Regions from separate parts of the Gossypium arboreum genome. Here region 1 is linked to region 2. A link is a contact called in public Hi-C data. All regions are on one chromosome and are shown on one strand. The core of a region is the stretch at or near the end of the contact, and the rest is flanking DNA. Distances in the headings are between cores, read along the strand shown.

The links. Hi-C and Micro-C count contacts between places; a contact is called where the count stands out from the background.
Region 1: a contact with region 2 is called in a Hi-C map of leaf, with 2.5 times the contacts expected there. The contact joins the promoter of LOC108457779 here to the promoter of LOC108460940 in region 2. A contact is called at or near these places in 2 of 5 Hi-C or Micro-C datasets (both in leaf).

The regions. Positions count from the first base shown.
Region 1 is chr4:95,744,185-95,751,285 of ASM2569848v2, forward strand. LOC108457779 reads left to right here and starts at 1,375. Exons shown (of 9, transcript XM_053026451.1): 1 at 1,375-1,610; 2 at 2,130-2,355; 3 at 2,456-2,579; 4 at 3,189-3,277; 5 at 3,393-3,435; 6 at 3,813-3,869; 7 at 3,955-4,051; 8 at 4,840-4,934; 9 at 5,024-5,287. The coding sequence starts at 1,463. The coding sequence ends at 5,119. It overlaps LOC108457780 (thaumatin-like protein 1), which reads left to right and starts at 164. Exons shown (of 2, transcript XM_017756917.2): 1 at 164-289; 2 at 434-1,203. The coding sequence starts at 241. The coding sequence ends at 1,119. It overlaps LOC128291416 (a long non-coding RNA gene), which reads left to right and starts at 5,786. Exons shown (of 2, transcript XR_008281190.1): 1 at 5,786-5,925; 2 at 6,113-6,734.
Region 2 is chr4:95,386,227-95,393,056 of ASM2569848v2, forward strand. LOC108460940 (nicotinate N-methyltransferase 1) reads right to left here and starts at 1,723. Exons shown (of 5, transcript XM_017760651.2): 1 at 1,139-1,723; 2 at 649-982; 3 at 348-359; 4 at 296-345. The coding sequence starts at 1,525.

The DNA.
Region 1 (7,101 bases), core at 125-2,624, 360 kb after region 2:
TTAATATAAAATCCACTAATAAAGTTATGAATTTCCTTTTCAATTGGTTAACTTACCTCTTACACTTAAGGTATCCTTTTAATATAAAATCCACTAATAAAATTATGAATTTTTAATTTGATACCTTAAAATTATGCTTTATTTGTTTTTACCAAAAATAAATAGCTGTTTTGTATATAATCCCCATTCTAAAGCATGTAAATTGTATATATCCATCTAAAACTTAAGGTTCAAGCTTCAATGGGCAGTAAAGCAATTTTCAGTCTTGTCCTCGTATTAGTTATTTCAGGTTGCTATTATCATATTTTTTTTGTTAGTATCAATGGCAAATTAGGCTTAACTCAATTGATAAACATTAAGATTTGTCTACTTGAATTGCATGGATTTTTGAAGTAGAGAGACTGACATCTTAATTGCTGATCTAAATTTACAGGTAAATTTGTGCAGTCTGATTTAACCTTCAACTTTGACAATGAATGCTCGTTCTCAGTGTGGCTATCAGCCAGTCCTTCCGTTGGCGATGGTGATCCCGAGAGGGGGCCAGGCACATTGGAAATATTCTCCATGCCAGATCCTTGGACCGGTAGCCTCTGGTTACGGACGAAATGCTCGTACGATGCTTCCCAAATTAATTTTACTTGCGAGACCGGAGACTGCGGGTCTGGCTCGGTCGATTGCCAATCTCCACCACCAAAACCACCAGAGACACTCCTGAATTTCAACATTAACCAGAATGTGGTCTCTTACGAAGTGAGCCTGAACCATGGGTTCAATGTGCCGGTCCGAATTCAACCGATTGGTGGCACGTTGGTTGGAGGGTCCGAAGTGTGCCCCGTTGTCGACTGCATCAAGGATATGGGAGATGTGTGCCCTCCATCCTTGGTGGCTATAAACAAAAATCGAGCCTATGTGGGATGCAATAGTCCATGTGATGCGTTGAAAGATCCCAAATATTGTTGCACCGGAAGCTTTACAGGGCAGGCTTGCCAGCCTAATGACTTCTCAAAAAGATTTAAGGAACTTTGTCAGTTGGCACATACATATCCGGGAGACAACGATCCTCCAATATACAAATGCAGTGGGGCAAGTGCTTACAATGTTACATTCTGTCCTTTATAACTCTACCAATTCAGGCATTGTAATAATTCTTATTTGCAGCGCTAAACTATAACTAAATAAATGCAAAGTCCTGTTGTTAAATAATCCTGAATGAATCAAATTAAGTTGAATCCAGAAAAAAAACTGTTATTTTGGTTGACAGCAGAGTATTGAATACAGCAACAGAGTTGGAAAAAGCTAAGTAAAATAAAAGACACGAAACGTGGACCATTTCAGCCCAATTTCTCACGTTGTAACTGGTAAGCACCTGACTTAAGACTCTCCCCCCTTCTTTTATTTTCTAATTCTAGGGTTCCTCTTGGAAACCCTTTTTCCCCCCTCAATCGCCTAACTGTCTACATCAATGGCAAAGAAGAAATCACCCGGGAAGAAGAAGCAAAAGGTAAAGGGATTGAATCAAATTGAAAATGCTCCAAACTTCAGTAAGCAGTCCAGGAAAGCTGAACCTATGCCTTCCTCTTTTTCTTCCCCTGCTTCCCCATCCGCTTCTGGTATTTCAGTTTCTCTCTCTCTCTCTCTCTCTTGCGCATATTCTATCACCTTTCGTTTCTTTTTGGTGTAATTGGGTATGTTTAAATGTTGCTGGAGTCACAAATTTTATGTTACTCTTGATTATAGAGGAAGGATTGTTCCTCAAAGAATGAAATTTTCTTGTGAATTGGGTAATTGTTACGGTGTAAATGACCCTAAATGTATATCTTGGATATTATTTGAGGAGAAATATTGAACGTCGTAAATTTTAGTGCATCCATTATGAATAATTATGTATTTGCCACTTGTTCTGTTTGCATAATGATCTTAATTTATACGGATAATTCTGTATAACAACTTGATAAGAGCAGAATTTGTTAGGTTCTGAAGTTCTTTTAAGTGTATTGTATGATTATTCATTCAGTCTGTTATCACTTTCTTTGAAGTTCTGCTTCCAAGATAGAGAGACTGTTATAGTTAGCAATGCACAAAAGCATTTTGGAGAACTGTAACCTTTAATCTTGGTAACTGTTTCACAGGTTCCTTACAAGAGTGCTCCTATGATAGAGATGAAGCTTCCAGTGTAACCTTAACTAATTTCAATGATAAACAGGATGGAAATATAGTGGATGACTCAATTGCTTTCAGTGGCTCGTGTGATAAAAGATCAAGATTTGTGTTAAATTTCTATGAATTTCCGGCGTTAGAAGCTGAACCAATTGCTCCAGATACAGCTAGTGATCCATGCAGTGGTAGAGTGGTCCAGTATGTATAATGCTATGGGCAGTTTTCTTACGGTTGCTTTCATGTTATATTCTTTACTTACTTGAGAACTTTCTTTATCCCTTTTTTCTTGTTGAAGTAGGAACGTTGTGGAACAAAAGAGTGATGTGAAGAAGTTACAAGTTAGAGGAAGCACTGGTGTTTGCATAACTCCAGGAAATGCGGTATGGGCCAAAACAGCTTGCCAAGTGTGGTGGCCTGCTCAAGTAAGATACTGTTATTTTTATGTTGTTTCAAAATATGACGTAGATGATCTTTTTGTTTTGTATATACAGTCATGTGCGTGACAGAATCCATAGCTGCAGTTATATATTATATATATTGATTGTAGGATTTGCACTTTTTCCCTTCATTTTTGTTGATTTTTTGCTTTCTGGTTGTTGATGTGCATGTTCTGTAATTAAAAAGGGAAAAGAATTGTTGGAAGCCTGTTGGCACTTCTCTTCAAAGATCATCCTATACCTAATTTTATGCAGAATGGATTGAAATTCTTTCACCCGATATCAGTGGCTTTCAACTTGGAAAATGAAGTTCTAACCTTTTCACTTCTGAAACCCTTTTGTACTGATCTTTTCTAATGGAGATAGAAACTTTGCATAACTAAAGTACAGCAGCTAACAGCAGGTTTAATCATTTAAGTGTCTTTGACTAATACCTGTAACTTTCTTAGCCTGGGAAAACTTCTTTTTCCCATCTCCATTAGATAATTTCAGTTTTGACTTGAAACTTCTTGTTCTCTTCAGATATGTATTTTGCATGGAACAATTTTTCCCCTCTTCAGAAGTACTCTTAAAAGCTCTTACTTGACATTACAGATCATTGAAAAAAGGTCCGTTTTAGTTGATTCAACAATCCAACAAACCGAGGAACATGTTTTAGTAAAGTTTTATGGAAAACATGACAGGTATAGTACCCCCATTGTAAGCTAATGTAGCCTCTATCCTAGAACTGTGAAAGTTTTATTGTTCTACAGGATTTTTTCATTATATGATCTTAAATATTAGCTAATTTCTTTTCAGTGCTTGGATTAATGCAGCAAGAGATCTTTCAATGCTTGAGGATGTAAGTATAGGCTTTGTCTAGCCATGCCAAAATTATCGGTATTGATTTAGTTTAATAAATATTATTGTTCCTTAGAACTTGCAATAAAGAATCTGCTTTTGTTTCTTCTTTTTTTATATTCTTTCTTTCCACCTGTGATATTCATTTGAAGTATTTAGGAGGCTTGGAGGGGAATACCTCCTTTCTTGGTTTGTGCAATGCGAACGGAAATTTTATGGTGATTTTGAAAGTCACAACAAGATATGATAAAAGAAATAGTGGTTCTATGATATACATATATGGGAACTTGATGTTATCTTTAACTTATTTTTTTCAGCACATGAATTACGGGTTGGGTGAAATCTAATTTTAAAATAAGTGTTTTTCCTTTTTGCCAGTGCTTTGAAGAAAGGAGCTGCAATTTAATGGAAAATTTTCAAGATGCTTTGAAACAAGTATTGAATATTTCCATGAAATGTGCCATTTGTTTTCATTGCTTCATTTTTCAACTTCTGCAACTGTATTCTTGCCTAATTGCAGGCAATAGTACAGAGGAAGAAACATATAAAATCATGTAGGCAGTTGCCTGGAAGCCCTGATCCTTTCCCTCAATCTGATCGGCAAGACAAAAAATCTGGTTTGTGTTGCATTGCACTTATCTCTGTGTTACACTTTTAACCTTCTAACATACTTGAAAAAACAGAAGACAAATAAATTGAGCTGAGGAAGATACATGATTTAAAAGTTGGGGATATTCATCATTGCTTCATTCTTATTATCTCCTATACTTATTGTAGATCAAAAGACTGGAATACAGACAGGTCTTACGTGCCACTAGTCTATCCTCCATGATATACAGAAAATATCAATCTCTTCATTACTCTTAAATCTGATTGAGACACTTGGTGTAGTTATAAGTTTTTTGTCTAGTTGCCTTGCATTAAGACACTTGGGTTATCCAATTCCTTCATACTATTATGTTTTAATCCGCATTCTTTAAAATGTGAATCGAACTTAATATTTAGCATCGTTCTTATTTGGTTCATAGGCATTCTTATAGGTCTACTATAGTGTTATTCTTCAATTGTAGATTGAAAATTGATAGCATCTGTGGTTTGAGCATCTGGGCCTCATTACTTTGATGGTTAGAGGATTAGGATGCTAACTGCTTGTGGGGTTTGCAGTACCCAATTCTTAATGCAATGCTTCAACCTAATATGTTCCTATTTTCATCGACAAGCAAATATCAATTACATTTTCCTGTTTTCTTATCACCTGCAAAATCTGTTTAATTTCTAGAAAGAAATATATGTTATTTTGATAAATTTAGGTTCTACTTAAGATCTCTAATGCTTTTAATTTCCATGGTTTCACCAGAGAAAGAACTGTTCATCGTTCTTCTAAACCCAGCTTAATTTGGAACAGGTAAACATGCTTCATCATTATCAAGCAAAACTGGCAGTAATTTAGTCGGACAAGTAGGTAATAAGAAGGAAGGCAAGCCAAGAATTCATCTTAATGTGAGTAGCCACTCAAATTCTTGGCCAACTTGTCTTAAACTATTTGCTCGTAGCTATCATTAAAAGGTTTGATAATATTGTTTTTATAGGGTGCTAGATTTCCATTGAAATCTGGTGAAGGACCTCGGCGGCTAAAAATTATGCGGTATCTTGGTCTCACAGCTCCGATGGGATCTCCCTTCTAATCAATCACTCATTTAAAACTTGCTACAAAATGTTGTAAAAATGTCCAATTTTTAGTTCATATTACTACGATATGATTATTTTTATATTTACGTTTAGTAGGTCCATTATTTGTTGTCAATGAATGTGTTTGATAATGCATAGTAAATTTTTACTATTGAAGAAGAAAATTTTTTATAGTTTAATTATTAATGCGTTTGATAACTCATACTAAATATTACTTAATACGAAATTTCAAACAAAAAAGTGTTAAATGTAGATAGAGAGTTTCTTATGGTTTGGAATTTAGTTTGTAGACAGAGAAGTTCTTATAGTTTAGAGTTTAGGGTTTTAGGTTTGTTCTGGTTTGGGGTTAAGGTTTAAAGGTTTTAGATTTAGAACTAGGCATACGGTATGAGATTTGAGGTTTGGGTTTAGAGATTTAGTGTTATGCTTACGGTTTAGGATTTAGTGTATCTGAACTAAATTAGATATTTAGATTTAAGTCTATTCAGCGTTCTCTAAAATCCTAACTATTTCCAAATTATTTCCCCATCTCTAAAATTGAATTTTAATTATTTTTTCCCCATCTCCTTTAGGGACTTATTATACTACTATTTCCATATTCAATGACAGTATGTATTAATTAGGTGATGGAAGTGCGATTTGATGATGGGAAAGGTTCACGATGATGTTCTGTCTGTATTTGATTTTATTGCCATTTCCATTAGCCGTTTGTGAAAAGCTTGTTTCATTCATAGGTTATAATATGATGATTGATCGGTTCACATCAATGTTATATTGTGAGTTCTGTGATGTTTCCAAAGAGGTTAGTTATGCTTCAATTTGATAATTTGAGATTTATTCTATTCATGAATATGTTTCGAGTGCCCTGCTGTTGAAGTTTCTAAAGATTGATTGGTCAGATTAAGGTTTCCTGGTGATATGGGTAGCGGTTAATGATGACATTTTTTTTGGTGTTATCTCAAGCTTTTTGTTTGGTCTTGTTACCATAGGTGGCAGAGTTGTTTGGATCCATAATTAAGTGGGATCATGTTTGGAATGTAAGGCATGGAGTTGTGTTGCGTCATGTGGCATCATTTATTTGTTTGAAGAGGATTATAGAGTTGTGTTATTATGTGTATTTATCTCACTTATGGCATAAAGGTGTAAATGCTTGAGACACTGGAATTTTTGCTGAAACAGAATGCATTTCTTGTCATTGAGTCAGACTTTTGCGGTGTTATTTATTAGGTTATTTCTGTTCTACTTGAGCTTGGACTCCATGAGAAAGTAATGAAGATATAGATGGTTTAGTTAGAGCCATTGGTAGTGTTTGCTTTGTTTACTGCCTCGAGAGGTAAATTGTACTGTTGATGCCTTGGCCAATTTGGTATTGACAGAACCAGCATGTTTAAAATTTGATGATGGCTGCTTATGATGGAGATGCAGCTGCATTGTTTCTTTGTTGATCAAAGTTTTCTATAGTTGTGTTGTTTAATTTGCAGAATGTTGTATTGGCGTTGTAGTTGCTGCCATTCTGCTTGGAGGTCTCTTGTAAACTCGACCTACAAAGCTTTCAAGTTTTTTTTGTAACTCCGATTTATTTAATAAAATATGATTTGGCTTATAAAAGAACCAATATTTGTTTTCTGCAAAGCTTGTTTTTCTTTTCTGTTTAATTTAACATTTCTTTTTCATTGATAGTAGGAACCTTCAAAAGTTTACACAACTAGTATTTGTCCTTTTTCTATTAAGAGAACCCATTGATGTTGAAGAGGAAATGCATTCAATCCTTCCTAGCTAAAAAAATGCAGAAGTGTAGAATTTATAAGGACTATCATAATAAATTTAAGAAAATCTATGGTTATGTTTCTCTTCTATATCTCCAAAAAGATAGGTGAAAAACATTACCCTTTTTTACTTGTCCTAGTAACTTCCTTGGCCCGTACTAGAATTTGTTATCTTCTTTCTTGATTCATATATTTGTTTATTTTGTTTTCAT
Region 2 (6,830 bases), core at 473-2,972:
GTAGTTAATTATGAATAATCCTTTTATTTACTGTAAATAAAGTAAAAATACCTTATGAATAATTTTATATATTGTTGGAACAAATTATGACATAAATTTATCATTTATTTAATATTTATGTTAATGTCACATCAATTAGTATGGTTCACATGTCAAAAGATAACTTATCCTAAAACTATTACTTTCTTTATAATTTATGTCAATATACTATTTTAGAAAATATGATTCGTAATTATAAAAATCAAAGAAAAGATTAGGTGAAATATGTAAATTATTAAAGAAATATGAAATTCACCTTCATGAAGATTGCATCAGCTACTGGAATCGACTCCAACATGTCACCCCAACGTAAGTCACGCCTACAATCAATCAACACTTTAACAACCACGCACCCTTCAATTAATAAAAACAATACCCAACCATTTCTTTTAATTATTTTAATAAAAATAGATTAATATCATATCTTAAACAAATTTCAAATTATTTAATAACAGTTTTAAAAATTAAATTAAATTTTATTTTTTATATTTTCATTTTTTGATATCTTGGTTTTAAATTACCGAGTAATTATCTCTTTAAATGATAGCGAAGGAGTAAAGGCGGTGAAAGTAAAATTGATTAGTGAACAAGAAAGCTGAAAAATCTGACCCGGAATACTAGGTGCTTTGGCAACGACCTCAGGCAAATCAAAGTTGATTCCCTCAACATGGGGATATTTCTGCAAAATCATTCGGAGGCAATCCCCCGCGCTGCCTCCCACATCAACTAATCTCTTCACGCCTTTCAACCCATCATAGCCGTCCAATATTGCTCTCATGAATGGCACTGAAACTCCCGACATCGCCTTTTGCATCAGCCCGTTCATTTCTGGTTTCTTCCCATAGTAACTATAAGCTCCCTCCCCATTCGCCTTCACGAATGGCTCCGATGTCGGATTCAGCACTGCTTCGTGCACCAATGGCCACGCTCTCATCAAAGCATCCTAATACATTTATTCCACTCAATTACCTTTCTTATTTCATGTAAAAACCCATAGCTCTACTCTTCTATACATGACGGTTTCACTATAAATCAATCAAATGAAGGAGAGATCTGGGGAGAATCTGTGGTTGAAAGTGAAAAAGTGGGATAGGCCTACCTGGTGGTGCTGGAGGACATATGGTGCATAGGATAGACCCTCAGCGTCTGTTACGAGTGTTTTTCCGATGTCAGTTAGGGAGTATTTTCTCTCCGGGGAGTGGGAGTCATCACCGCTGCAATTAAGGTGTTCATCGAAAACGCCGTAGCTTGTGAGCATACGGAGGATACGCTGGAGGTTTTCAGGGTCTCCGCCGCCGTAAGGGAGTACCCGTGAGAGAATCTGGACGGCGGAGAGAGGGGTGTTGGCGCCTCCTTGCCAGATAGCATCGGGTACGTTGAGGCGGACGATAGCGTTGAGAGACATGGGGACGCTTATCATGTTGGCCAGCTCCATAATGGCTAGCCTAGCTTTGTTACTGCTCTCCGCTGTCTGGACGTCACCCATTATAGGGGCTTCAATATCTGATCTTCAATCTCTCGCTGCGCTGGTTCGATGAGTTTGAGTTGAGGTTTCGGTGGGTAGGAGATTTGAGATTTGATTGCCGTGGTGGGGGTACTTATGTAATTCTCGTTATCTCATTTCGGGAGAAAAATTAATAATATCGCAACTTTTTCAATTTTCTTTTGTTTCTAAAATTGGTAATTTCTTTGAATTTTTTCTATTTAAGTTAGTGGCTTTTAGCTGGTAATTGTCTTTATATTGGAGTTTAACTTTTCTTTTCTTTTTTTTCATTTAAGTTATTCTTTGATATTTTCATAAAAACTATAAGGTTCATGTTATAGAAAATTAATAAAATAATAAATAAAAGTGGATGAAAAATATGAAAAAAATTCATTGTCTTATTTTCATTTATAAGGTTTTATTTATAAGCTCATTTACATTCAATTAATAAATGTATTACATTTAATAAACTAAATTTTCTTAATTACTCCATTTAATGATCGATTATAAATGAAGTAAAGAGTTTTGTCTCATTACTTTAATATGCTTAAGGGGGTTATAGACATCCATTTAATTTATAACACTCCTCTTGGATGTCTTTTAAATAAGAATGTGCCTCATTAAAACCTTTATTAGGAAAAACTTGTGGGATAAAAACCTAATGAAGGAAAAAGAGTACACAATCTCCTATTACAAGTTACCTCGTTAAAAACCTTTACCAGGAAAGCCCAGTGGGACAAAATCTTGGTTAAAGGAAAAGAGTACAATGTGTTTTAGACTCCCCCTAATGGCAACATCACATTATATCTTTAAGTCGACGCATTCCAATCTTGTTTCATAATCTTTCAAATGTTGAAATTGGCAATGCCTTGGCAAAAAGATCTGTTAAATTATCAGTAGAACGAATTTGTTGAACTTCTATATCACCTTTCTTCTCAAGATCATGAGTGAAGAATAATTTTGGTGAAATATGTTTCGAACCACCCTTTAATTGAGCTATACATGCTGCATTATCTTCGTATAAGATAGTTGGCATATTTTCCTGTAAATGCAAATTACATATCTTCTGGATATGTTGGGTTAATAACCTTATCCAAACACACTCTCGGCTTGCCTCATGCATTGCAATTATTTTAGCATGATTTGAAGAGGCAGCAACTAATGTTTGCTTTGTCGAACGCCATGATATAGCCGTACCTCCACATGTAAACAAATATCCCGTTTGAGATCGACCTTTATGGGGATCCGCGAAATATCCAGCATCAGCATAACCAACTGATAGGGATTTTGAATCATTTGAATAAAATAACCCAATATCAATGGTCCCTCTGAGATATCTAAATACATGTTTAATTCCCCATTCCAATGTCTATGTGTTGGAGAAGAACTAAATCTTGCTAACAAGTTTACAACAAAAGCTATATTAGGTCTTGTGTTGTTTTGCAAGATACATCAATGCTCCTATGGCACTTAAATATGGTACTTCAAGACCAAGAAACTCTTCATCTGTGACAGCCCAAAATTGACCCTAGTCGGGATGTGGTTTCGGGACCACAAAACCGAGGCATAAAAATAATTTAAAATTTATTTTGATGCCTATGATATGTGTTAATTTGTGTGTGACATTTTTGATGTTTCGATTTAGTGTTATAAATGCGAATTTCACTAGAACGGACCTAGTAGTGAACTTTGAAAGTATGATGGGGAAATGTGTGATGACTAGTTGCTCATGCATGCAAAAATAAGGATTTGCATGTCAAATTTCCCCCAACATGAAGTGGCCGCCATGGCAAGAGGATGGGCAAAACATGTCATGAAACATGTTTTGTTGGTGCATTAGGGAGAAATAATAAACAAAGGTGTATGGGTAAGAAAAGAATGAAAAAAAAATGTGTGTGTGTGGTATTCCCCCATTGCCGTGAGTTGTAGAGAAAGAAAGAAAAATTTTGTTCATCCTTTCTTTGAGCCAAAACTAAGGAAGAAGGAGGATTTTGCTTCATGCTTGGTTTGGAAGAGATCTAGAAGGAGATTTGGCTAAGTTTGCATCAAGATTAAGGTATGTATGAGGTTGTGTTAGGAGTTTCATGCATGTTTTGGTTGCTAACTTGATGTGCATGATAGCCATGGCTCAAATCTTTGTTATGCCATGGAAATGGTATTTGGCCAAAGTTGTTATGGTGATAAAGCCATTGCATGCTAAGTGTGAAGCTTGATGATGATGCATGCAATGATGGATTGTCTACTTTTGAGTAAGATTTTGAGTTTTCTTTTGTTTAATCATGATTGAAGTTGAAAAGGGCATGATTGTCATATTCGCCATGATGCATTCATGAGCATGGTTCATGCTTCTTGCATGTTAGTTAAAATTTGTGTTTTGGATGGCTATGGACACCTTGAAATTCGCCATGCTCATATATGTATATATATGTTTGCACATGATGTTTTGGTTATGAACTAAGTGATGAACATGGTTGTTTAAAGAAGAAGATGTTGAAGAATGATTGTGAAATTGCAAGCACATTCTGCCTAGCACACATATGAGTGCTTGATGCTATATTATAAGTTTTGAGCTACAATATGCAAAGCATTAACTAGTAAAATGCATGCTGTTTTGTGAGGTATTAAGTGCATAATTGGCCTCAACATGTACATGAATATTCGCCTTGGGTAGCCTATTGAAGGCCTTAGCTTTTCCTTGATGCTCGAATAAATTGTATTGAATTGCTTGATGTAGTATAAAATGTGCATGACCATTGTGTATTCAAGCTAAAGAGTGGCCATATGACCATTTAAACTCCTTGTCATATTCGCCATAAGCTAGCACAATGAGGTTTTAATAAATTGAATTTGTTTGAATTAGCTCAAGAGCTAAGAGGGCCACAATTGGACAAGGGAAGGAAAAGTGATCGAATAGCCGTAAAAGCCGTTCGACAACATCCGAGGTAAGTCCTCAAGAAGTGACCTTACTTGAATTATGTGGAATGAAATATGGATGTATTGATTATTGATTTATGTGTGTATGAGTATTGAATAATACCCGGGCTAAGTCCCGGCGATTATGCTAGTGATTATAATTGTGTTTGAGCCTTAGTAACGAGAATGAAATATGTATGTCCAATGATTATTGATGTATGTGTGCATGAGAAATTGAATGATATCCGGCTAAGCCCGAAGACAATTATGCTGGAAATTATATCCGGGTTAAGACCAAGGCAATTGTGCTAGTGGCTACATCCGGCTAAGACCAAGGCATTCGTGCGAGACATTCTATCCGGGCTAAGACCGAAGGCATTTGTGCGTGGTTATATCCGGTTATATTCGAAGAATCTTGGGCTGGAGGTGAGTGTTGGTTGCTGTAATAAATTCAATTAGTACACTCGAGAAGCCCAAAGAATAAGGTACGTTTATATGTGCATTGGAAAGTCGACATGTTTGAGCAACATTCGCTCAATCGACTAATGAATTTCAGTTATTGAATTGATTGATACTTTGTGAAAGTATATAATGATGAAGTGTGAAGTAAGAATGTGTATTAATGAAATGATGCATTTGGCTATGTGAATGTATTGCTGTAATTAGAGTTGATTATATTCCTTGAGACTTACTAAGCATAAAATGCTTACCCGTTGCTTTGGCTCTGTTTTATAGATTTCGCTCGATAGCAATCGGATTCGGGATCAATAAAGTCAAGTCATCCACACTATCAACGCCCTATTTTGGTATAAATTTTGTTTGAACTTTGAAATGGCATGTATAGGACTACCCTTGTTGGTTTAAAAATGTGGTGATGTATATGTATACGGCCATGCGAAAATGGCTCGTAAAAGGAAGCATGAACTTAGACTATTTGTGGTTTGTATGTATATATATGGTGTCATGATGTGATTATGGATTGGAAATGGGAGTGTTGGTCACATGATCAGCCATTGGTATGGTTAAAATGATCATATATGAACCTATGTATGGCAAGACTAGTTGGTTCATGGAGACTACAAAATAGGTAAGACCTACCTTAAAACAGATGCTGCCAGCTGCAGTGACGTGAATGTGAAAAATCACCAAAATTTGTAGGAATGGTATTAAATAGTGAATAAGCTATGTAAATGAACCTTGATGAGTCTATTTTCATATGGAAGAAACGAAATGGTCATAGGAGTTACATGTTAAGAGATATCAAAGCTATTGTGAGACAGGGCCAGAACGGTTTCTGGGTCCCCTGTCGCAACTTTAAAAATTTACTATAAATTATCCAGAAAGAATTAAGAGACATACCTTATATGTACAGATTCCATTTTGAGTCTAGTTTCATTAGAAACAAACGGCACCAGCATTAAAGCCCTGTACAGAGAGATATTCAAGTTATACCGCGCGAAGGTCAGAGCAGTCGATCCCTGTAACATGGGTGACTTTAACTAATAAACTGTACCAATTTGCCCGACCAAAAATTCTAGAAATAAATCCATGGATGGATATATGAGTCTAAATTCAGGGAAAATTTACGAAACCAGTTTCCGAGTTTTGAAACTCGAGATATGATTTTTAAGGCGACGGTGACGCAGTCTTCCAGCCTGACTGGAAATGTCAAATTGGTGGGCAAAACATGTGAACTTGGCTTGTTAACCCCTCGTGTCCGACACCGGCGATGGTCTCGGGTTCGGGGTGTTACATCATCATTCTCGCAAGGACGAAATTGATCTTTATTCACATCTAACGATCGTACAACCACTAGGGTACTCAATGGATGTGCTTTATCCATATAAAATTTCTTTAAGATCTTTTTCGTATAAGTTGACTGATAGACATGAATTTTATCTTTTAAATGTTCGATCTGCAGGCCGAGACAAAACTTTGTTTTTCCAAGATCTTTCATCTCAAATTCTTTCTTTAAATAATTTACTGCATTTTGAAGCTCTTTAGGAGTTCCAATAATATTTAGATGACCAACATAAATAGAAATTATAAAAAAGTTTGATTCAAACCTTTCTATAAAAACACATAGGTAGATTAGATCATTTTTATAGCCTTCCTTTAACAAATATTCACTAAGACGATTGTACCAAATACGTCCAGATTGTTTTAATCCATATAAACTTTTCTTTAATCTGATTGAGCAATTTTCCTGGGAAACTCTATATCCTTCAGGGATTTTAAATCCTTCTGAGATTTTCATATAAATTTCGTTATCCAATGTACCAATACAAATAGGCTGTAACAACATCCATTAGACGCATGTCAAGTTTTTCACGTACTGCTAGACTAATACGGTATCTAAACGTGATTGCATCCACCACAGGAGAATATGTCTCTT